3 separate regions of the Mus musculus genome follow, and all the other regions are linked to region 1. Evidence: chromatin contacts called from public ChIA-PET data. All regions are on one chromosome and are shown on one strand. The core of a region is the stretch at or near the end of the contact, and the rest is flanking DNA. Distances in the headings are between cores, read along the strand shown. Region 1 holds the start of Cxcr4 (chemokine (C-X-C motif) receptor 4). Region 2 holds the start of Ccnt2 (cyclin T2). Region 3 overlaps Map3k19 (mitogen-activated protein kinase kinase kinase 19).

What was found. ChIA-PET counts read pairs in DNA pulled down with a chosen protein or histone mark.
Region 2: an RNA polymerase II ChIA-PET map of memory CD8 T cells shows a contact between it and region 1, with 23 read pairs. The contact joins the promoter of Ccnt2 here to the promoter of Cxcr4 in region 1. A contact is called at or near these places in 2 of 39 promoter capture datasets (embryonic stem cells and erythroid cells), 2 of 484 Hi-C or Micro-C datasets (both in embryonic stem cells) and 3 of 115 datasets of contacts at active chromatin or transcription factors (embryonic stem cells, epiblast stem cells and memory CD8 T cells).
Region 3: a contact with region 1 is called in an RNA polymerase II ChIA-PET map of memory CD8 T cells, with 11 read pairs. The contact joins the enhancer-like site here to the promoter of Cxcr4 in region 1. A contact is called at or near these places in 2 of 39 promoter capture datasets (cranial neural crest and embryonic stem cells) and 3 of 115 datasets of contacts at active chromatin or transcription factors (T-cell acute lymphoblastic leukemia, double positive thymocytes and memory CD8 T cells).

The regions. Positions count from the first base shown.
Region 1 is chr1:128,590,903-128,593,661 of GRCm38.p6, forward strand. Cxcr4 (chemokine (C-X-C motif) receptor 4) reads right to left here and starts at 1,397. Exons shown (of 2, transcript NM_009911.3): 1 at 1,287-1,397. The coding sequence starts at 1,307.
Region 2 is chr1:127,772,817-127,775,575 of GRCm38.p6, forward strand. Ccnt2 (cyclin T2) reads left to right here and starts at 1,348. Exons shown (of 9, transcript NM_028399.1): 1 at 1,348-1,569; 2 at 2,285-2,366. The coding sequence starts at 1,412. 2900009J06Rik (RIKEN cDNA 2900009J06 gene) reads right to left here and starts at 1,238. Exons shown (of 2, transcript NR_045298.1): 1 at 1,112-1,238.
Region 3 is chr1:127,828,957-127,831,715 of GRCm38.p6, forward strand. Map3k19 (mitogen-activated protein kinase kinase kinase 19) reads right to left here. Exons shown (of 14, transcript NM_011737.2): 9 at 1,315-1,574; 10 at 100-143. Among named protein-coding and RNA genes, the nearest start is that of Map3k19, 25 kb to the right of the region's middle. Within about 2 kb of position 1,420, at least 58 of the 459 cell types and tissues checked have an H3K27ac peak or open chromatin away from gene starts, as enhancers often do. A contact at or near this core is called in T-cell acute lymphoblastic leukemia, double positive thymocytes and memory CD8 T cells, where this site is marked.

The DNA of each region.
Region 1 (2,759 bases), core at 147-2,646:
AAAGTCACGGGGTCTGTACCCCGTGGTTTTCGCCCCCAAGTTTCACTTCCTCACTTTCCGGTCGCTTCCCATCCTGCAGCGGACCCAGTTAGTTACTGGAGTCCGAGGTAGGCAGCAGGAGTGGTCCAGACCGTGCGCACCCCGATGTCCGAGTCACCCACCTAGGGGCTGGCACCGTTGCCCATCATACCCAGGTCTACGACCAACACACAGCGGTTCTAGGGGTTCCTCCTGGCTGCGCGCCAGGATCGTTCCTCCGGGTGCGAGCGACAGATTGGGCTGCTCCAGCGCGAGCGCCTTTGAATTGCGCGCCGCCGGAGGAAACGGAAAAAAAAAAAAAAATCACCAAAGAACAAAACCCTCCCTAAGCGAGGGGGTTTCAAAAGGCTCAGGAAACCACCGACGGTTAAACACTGGGGCTCAGTCAAACAGTCTCCGAGCTTGCACCTGTTCATCCCTCCGGCGACCCGGCACAACCCAGGTGCGGTCCCAACATGCCCTCCTGTCCCCAACCGCCGTCATGGCCAGCAGCATCATGGTACAGACTTATGACCCTTTCTCAGGAACGATCCTAAAGGCAAGCCCGACCTCGGGAGGTTCGTTTGCCACTGCGGGGAAGTGGCGGGTCGGATGCCCGCAAAGCGCTGCTGCTCCATCCCAAAGCGACGTTCTCTCCGCGGCTGCCGCAGTTTGTGCCCCCCCTCTAGGCAAGCGACGCGGCAGACTAGCTCACTTTTCCCGCCGAAGACGGGCGCTCCTCTGTCTGCACTATGGAATTTCAGAACCGCACTCCTAACTCCAAGAACCGCTCCAAGACGCTCCGGTTCGAAGCTCACCCAGAATGTAGTGCCTACGCGTGCCGACTAAAGTCTCTAAATTCACACAATGTAAGAAACTCTAAGAAAACTCCTGTTTTCAGGAGGACCAGACGATGGTCTGAGTCTTGGGACAGAGGGCAAGCCCTTCTCCCTTTTTCAAAAAACTGGGACGTTTGCAAACAGCGTGCAAGTCGGCGCGCGCCGCGGGACTCAAGGGGGAGGGAAACAAGAGCAACCTTAGGAAAGCTCCATCTGAACCCGTCCCACTCAACTTACTGGCAAAAATATTCCTATCTTCCTCCCCCTATAGCCATGTTCACACACATAAAAAAAAATTAGTTCCCGCTCCTCCTTGTGACCCTGACACCCCTCAAGGTTTTAGTTGCTTCAACCCGCTCCTTAAAGGGGCTGAGCTCTAAGTTCACACGTTTGCACGTTTACTATAAAGTAGGATGCAAGTGGACTTACACTCACACTGATCGGTTCCATGGCAACACTCGCTCTACAGCCGTGGTGGTTACCGGAGCACCAAACGCCTCAGAGGTTTCACTGCTACCTGCTGCACCAGGCAACAAAATTGAAGTTTCTGGCCCGAACCGGACTTTTATAAAAACACGCTCCCGGGGCGGCGCATGCGCAGCTCGGACGGGGCGGGAGGAGACTGGCGGGGGCGGGGCGCAGGGCGCGGGCAAACAGAAGTCCAAGAGCCACTGCTGTTGTGTTTTAAGTCAGTATGGGTCCAGAGCCTGGCCGGATAATGTTCTCAGAGTTGGGGAAAGCAGGATGCCAGCCAGGGTGTTTCTGCGGGTCGCGCATCCATCCTTACCCACGTGGATAGAATTTTAGACCTGGAGTTTACGGGTGGAGAACTTGAGACAAGACTGGGGATGGGGGTGTGTGACTTGGAGCCTGCCTAACCAGTAGGCGGCAATGTTGGAACCTCCGCCAGGGTTCTATACTCTGAGCTGTCAGGAGTGATTACTACCAAAACTCTTCCAAGCAAGTGTGTGTTACTACATATTCATATAATGACATTAGGGTCAGGTGTGGCAGAAAGCACTTGCGGACCCATCCAGAAGCAGATATACTCCCAGGAAGAAAGTCACAATAGTGGCAACAATTTCGTGAAGAGATTTGGGTGTGTGTGTATGTAAAATGATTGAAATGTGCTTTATTATAAAGAATTGAGCGGCGAGGACTTTGTGTAATCACATCCTAAGAAATCCGCACAGAAACACTGGTTCATTTTCATTTCATAAGCACATAGGGGGATGCATCTAGTTAACAGATAATTACAGAGTCCCAGCTGGGAAGCTAGCCGCGATTCATGCGCAGTCAGTGGGCGCTCCACGAGCTCCAAGAGACCAAATGGAGCAGCCTGGGACTGCAAAGCCTGGCCTGAGCCCAGAGCTTTCGCTTCATGCCTATCTCGCGTCTCCCACGCAGAACACTAAGATGGGAAGTCTTAGTGAAGAGCTAGTTAGGTCAGGTTGGGGGCGTGGATGGCTAGGGAATCTCAGACAGGCTAAGGTTGCAGTGGGCGCCCAGACTGCTTCCCAGGCTCGCGCGGGATCCGACCGGCGCCGAGCCTGGGCTAGGCGGGGAGGGAGAAAAGGGTGGGGTCAGAACCAACCAGACCTCCAGCCAGAGACCGCGGGATCCAATGCCGGGGGCACTGGGGGTGGTGAGACATCCGGCAGCAGGAGCCTGGGTTGCTATGCAACCCAGATACCGCCCCCACCCCCTCCTGGAATGGACCAAAGGATAGGCAGGCCCAGACTGCGCCCTCAACTCCATCCCCGCCCCACTTCTCCCGTTCCTTTTTTGTTTGTTTGTTTGTTTGTTTGTTTGTTTTGTTTGAGGCAGTTTTATGTAGTACAGGCTGGACTCAGGCTCCGTATGTAGTTAAGGATGACCATGAATTTCTGATGATCCCGTTTG
Region 2 (2,759 bases), core at 98-2,597, 820 kb before region 1:
TTGTCCGGCTTGGCAGCGTTGCCTTTAGCTGGTCGGCCATTTCAACAGCCCTCGTTGGCTTTTTAAAAGCCAGTTTTCGATAACTGACTGCAGTCTTCAGAAAATACTTAAAAACTAAAGTGTAATTTGGTCATATACAATAGGCATTAACTCAGAGGCAGATAACATGTAAACAAATGAGTGGTGCTTCCTTACAAAAAGATGGAAATAAATCATCAGTTATAAGAGACCTTACTTTATAAAATCCTAAACAATTTTTTTCTTAGCTTCTCTTGCACTCATTTGTTAGACTGTTGGCCTAGTATGCCTAAGGCCCTCTGCTCCAGCACTTCAACCAAGATGCGGCACACCAGCCTATAATCCCTGCACTTTGTTTCTGGACAACCTGAGTTACAGCGTTCTGCTTCTCCCCAACCATCCCCCAATCTCAACCCGCAGAAACCACACAGACCTTCAAAACCATACACCCCATCTGGATGGAAGGCCTAGAGAGTCATGACCTCCAATTATTAACTTCATATTGTTTGACAGGTAACTTAATAAGAAAGATATCTGCAGAGTGATGCCACTGGCCTTGTAATCCCAGCACTTCCGAGGGGGAAGCAAGAGGACAGTAAATCCAAGGTCATTCTTGGCTACAAGAGTGAACACAAAGCCAGTCTGGGACACATGGCACATCGTTTTAAAACAACCCATACCCCTTGAGTGGCTTTAGGTTTAAAGTAACGTTTTAAAGGCGCATGCTCCCCAACATCTACTAGCGATTTAAAAAACAAAACCAAAAAACCCAGAAGACACTGTTAGTTCACTGCTAGAATTAGCGTTCTTTCCTAGCTAACTCCTCCGGAGGGTAGCCATTCGTGGACACAGGAGTCAACAAAGCTAAGAAAATACACCCACCAACATGTAAGAAAATGGAAGCTACAGCACGAAGCCGAGACTAGAAAAGCCTTTTCTGACTTTAACGCACCCGCAAACTCACAGACCACAAAATAAACCGTTTAGTTGAAAGCTAACGTCCAAGCCCTATTAGGCAGCCTCAGGACCTCTTCCCTGTTCGCCCCGCCCCTTCCCCTTAGCCCCTCCCAGATCCAGCATGCACCGCGTCGACCTTTTCTTTCCGAGTGACCCCCACTTTACGGCGTCTCCCAATGACAAGAGGCGCAGAGCATTGTGGTCCCGCGGGTCCGAGAGAGAGAAAGGGGAGGGAGGCCGGAAAGAGAAAGCAAAAGACCAGCGCGAGCCGGCAGGGCGGGTCCCTGCGCGTGCGCGTGGGTAGCAGCAGGCCCGGAAAAGGCGTGGCCCACCCTACGGAGAGCACATTGGGGCGGGGCCTCGACACATTGGCGCGGAGTCCCGGAGGCAGGCGGGGAGGGGGCGGGCTCAGGGCGCGGGCGGAGGAGGAAGTGTCATGGCGTCGGGCCGTGGAGCTTCTTCTCGCTGGTTCTTTACTCGGGAACAGCTGGAGAACACGCCGAGCCGCCGCTGCGGAGTGGAAGCGGATGAAGAGCTGTCGCATCGCCAGCAGGCGGCCAACCTCATCCAGGACATGGGGCAACGTCTCAATGTGTATCCTTTTTCTAGTTGCGGCCCTGCGTCCCACACGCCCTGGTCGCGCTCGCCGGGTGACCGGGCCTAGTGTCCCGGGAACATGGCGCCGCTCCCTTTGCCGTCTTTTGATCTCGGGAAAGACACAGAGAAAGCTAGGGCCCGAGCTGCCGTGGCGAGCCGGAGAAAGAGGAGATGTGCCGGGGAAGGCGGGCCGGGAGCCCGCGTTGTATAACCTGTGTTTGGGAGCGCGTGATGCGGGAGGGAATAGCAGTGCTTCCCTGGCGAGAGAGGAGGAATCCGGGATGAGCAAAGCCAAGGGGCGGCCCCTTCCACTTTCGGAAGTCAGAAAAGGCCTTGAGACGTAGAGAGGTCGCAGATGTTCCACGGAAAGTGTTTTCCGAGGCTTCCGTGCCGGCTCCAGGGCGGCTCTGTTGCGCCGGGGGAACGCACGTAGATGTTTCATGTTCTTTGGGTGTGTGGCGCGCGCCTTTCGACTACTTTATTTCTACTGTACTAAGCTGTAACCTAATTGCAAATAATTCCTGGGCTCTCCCTACGTAGCGTATTAGAATAATTTGGCATCCAGACTGATTTCTCTTCTCCCCGCAGACTTTCTGCATACTTTCAGGTTGAGGATTGGATTTGAGTAAATGGAAAGGGGATTTTTCCATTCAAATTGATTTAGTTTTTGGAAACATTTTGCTTAGATTATTTTCTAAACGTTGCATCCCAGCTCTCAGCTTACAATAAACACTGCGATTGTTTATATGCACAGGTTTTATATGCACCATTCCTTCACCAAATTCAACAGAAATGTAAGTACTGTTTTATTGTTTTAGACGCCGAATGTTAAAATGAGTAGATAATGCGAAAACAAGTTAGTTGATCGTTGTTTTTACTTATAAATTGAGCGTTCTACGTTTACTATAAATGTGAGTTATGCAATAAACGTTTTGCCTCGTGCAGAGGAGTGTGTGTGAGAGAGAATTTTATTAATTAAGCTGTAAAGCACAGTGTTAGCCTTTTGTTGTTGGATTTGTTGGGGAGGGGGGTGTTGTTTTGTTTTGAGACAGGGTCTCACTTGTAAGTCTGGCTGTCCTGGACCTAAATATGTAGACCAGGCTGGCCTTGAACTCAAAAGAGATATCTACTACCTCTGACTCCCCAGTGCTTGGGATTAAGTAATGTGCCACCAAGCCTGGCGGAGA
Region 3 (2,759 bases), core at 170-2,669, 760 kb before region 1:
CTGTCTGCCTCTGCTTCGAGAGTGCTGGAAATTAGAGTGTGCACCACCACCACCCTTATTGTTGTTTAATGAAGTCAAACATGCTGGAACTGATCTTACCCCAGTTCTTCGGCTACTGTAGCTTATGTCAGAGGTAGGAAACTCTATAACAAAAGAAACAAGAACTGGGTGTTATTAGTAGTAGGCTGAAGAGTTCATAGATGGAGCAGGAGATATGCGGGAAAGTGTTTCAGAGTATATTCTCCCTGTGTGGTATACATAGTGCTGTGAAGTGATTTCAGAAAACCTTAGCCTAAAGCTACCAGAAGGGGTGTTATAGGTTTGTTCATTTGTTTTTGAGAGCTGGTCTCATAGAGCAGCCTACATGTAGTTAGTACCTTGAATTCCCTAGGTAGCCACGGATACCCTTAAACTTACAATCCCCCTGCCTCCACCCCCTGAGTGTTACAATTACAGGTGTGTGTCCTGCCCAGCTTAGTATGGGAAGCAAACCCAGAGCTTCGTGGATGCTAGGTAAAACTTGATCAGCTGAGCCACATGCCCGGCTCCTACACTAGCTTATTTATTTTTAGTTCATGAAATACTCTTCCCTGAAACACATACAAAATGCATTTCCTTTCCAGCCATTTGCTCCCATTGCCTTCAGTATTGTCATTATTAAGCCTATTGTTAGTCGTGTGTGTGTGTGTGTGTGTGTGTGTGTGTGGTGTGTGTATGCATGCACACGGGCACATATGTGCAGAGGCGAAGGCATCTTCATTCCATCATGTGCCTGTAGCAGTCAGAGGACACAACCATTTGGGCACCACTGTCCTCGTTTGAAACAAGACCTCTCCCTAGCCTGGAATCTGTCAAGTTGGCGAGGCTTCCGGCCATTGAGCCCCAGGGATCCTCTGACTCAGCCTCCCCTGGGCTTCGGTGACAAGCGCATGTCATCATATCTGACTTTTTTTAAAAAAACAAAAAAACAAACAACAACAACAAAAAAAAACATGGGCTTGGGGAATTTAACTCAGATCCGTGTGCTTGCAAGCACTTCACTGAGTTATCTCTCCAGCTCCACTGTAGAATTAAATGCTCAATTTAATATGTTCCCTCTTAATTGTGGTTTCCATATTTTTATAGAGATACATAAAATCATATGAGTAAATACGGCCTGAACAGAGAAGTAAGATTGTTTAGGGACAGGGAACTAACAGGAAGAAGGGGTGAGGAGAGGGAGAGCATGGAAGGATGAGGGGGCATATGCTGTCATACATTATGTACCTGTATGGATACTCTAAACGTACACGCATAAGCAAGAGCTTGACTCACCATCAGATTGCCTTTGCTGTTCTTTCAGAACACAAGGAGCCACCTCCCCAGCTGCAGATGCAGCAAGGCTTGAGTCTAAGCAAGGTCTGGGTGGTGAGAGAGCCACGTCCACACCACAGAGCTCCTCAGAACTTCCGTCTGTCTTCAGAAGTGAAGGCTGTGTGGTTAGCATCCTCCCCGTGAGGCCCACCATCTCCGCGTCATCTGGTGGAGAGACAGGATGCACTTGTTCCCGTTCCTGATGCTCTGAAGTCACCTGACTGAAAGGAGAGAGATGGGGAAAACTCATTTGCTGGTATAGTTCAGATCTCAGGGGGTCTCTCTGTGATCAAAGTTTGGTCCCTTGCATATGACGATGTCGGAGGAGGTGGTACCTAATGGCTGGGAGAATGTCTTGGAGGGGGTTCCGGCACTTGTCACTGTGTTCTCTTCATGACCACCCTGAAGGAAGCAGCCTCCTCCCCAGCCTGCTCTCCACCATGATGTGCAGCTGTCTTACACCACAAAACCAAAGCAACTGTGGAACGAACCTCTGAAACCAAACCAAATTCCTCTCTGTACACTCTCTTAAGTGTTTTGCCAGTTACAGAAAACTGATGGTACATTCCCAGTATCCTCCAGATCTGCAGGTCTCAGACCAGAGAACGTGTTGGGAAGTTAGGAAAATTGGTTCCCACGTGGTCTGGTTGAGTGGGGCTGTGGACTCCTACCAGGAGAAGTCCCCCTGCTTGTCCTGGCCTGCTCCTGCCAGCTCTGCCTTCTGGATTCAGTCCTAGTCAGTGATCCTTTCTTAGTCCCCGTTCGTGGGAACAGGAGAGTCAGACAAAACGAATTAATTAGCCAGGCCAGTACTCTCAAATTGTCTGCAATGGGAAACTGGTTTCTATTTTCATTAGCTACTTTTATTACCTTATTTTTATTATTTATTTTTTGAAACAGAGTCTTATATAATACAAGCTAGTCCCAAACTAGCTATGTAGCCAAGGATGGCATTGAACTTGGAAGCCTCCTGCCTCTACCACCCAAGTGTTAGGATTACAGGCATGCACCACCATATCCGGTTTATGAAGCACTGAGGATCAAACTCAGGGCTTCATGTATGCTAAGAAAGCCCTCTGCCTGCTGGGCTGCACCCCCAACTCCATCGTTTAGTTCTTTGAGAAAGACAGAGCCTTGCTTTTGTATAGTTAATCTTCCAAACAAAACAGCCACCATTTCCATCAGGCTGACTATTCCTGCTGGTAGGAGATCTATCACTAGCCAGTTTACTAGGAGGGTCGTGGAACCTCACCTGAGATTCTAGCTAGTCCTGCCAACCAACTGTACACAATTCTGTCCTAATTGCATGGGACCTCAGGAGGTATTAGGGTATAAACGATAAGGAAGGTTAATTGACAAAGACTCCATACCTGACTCTGGGGAAGCCAACATCGGTACTGGTTGAA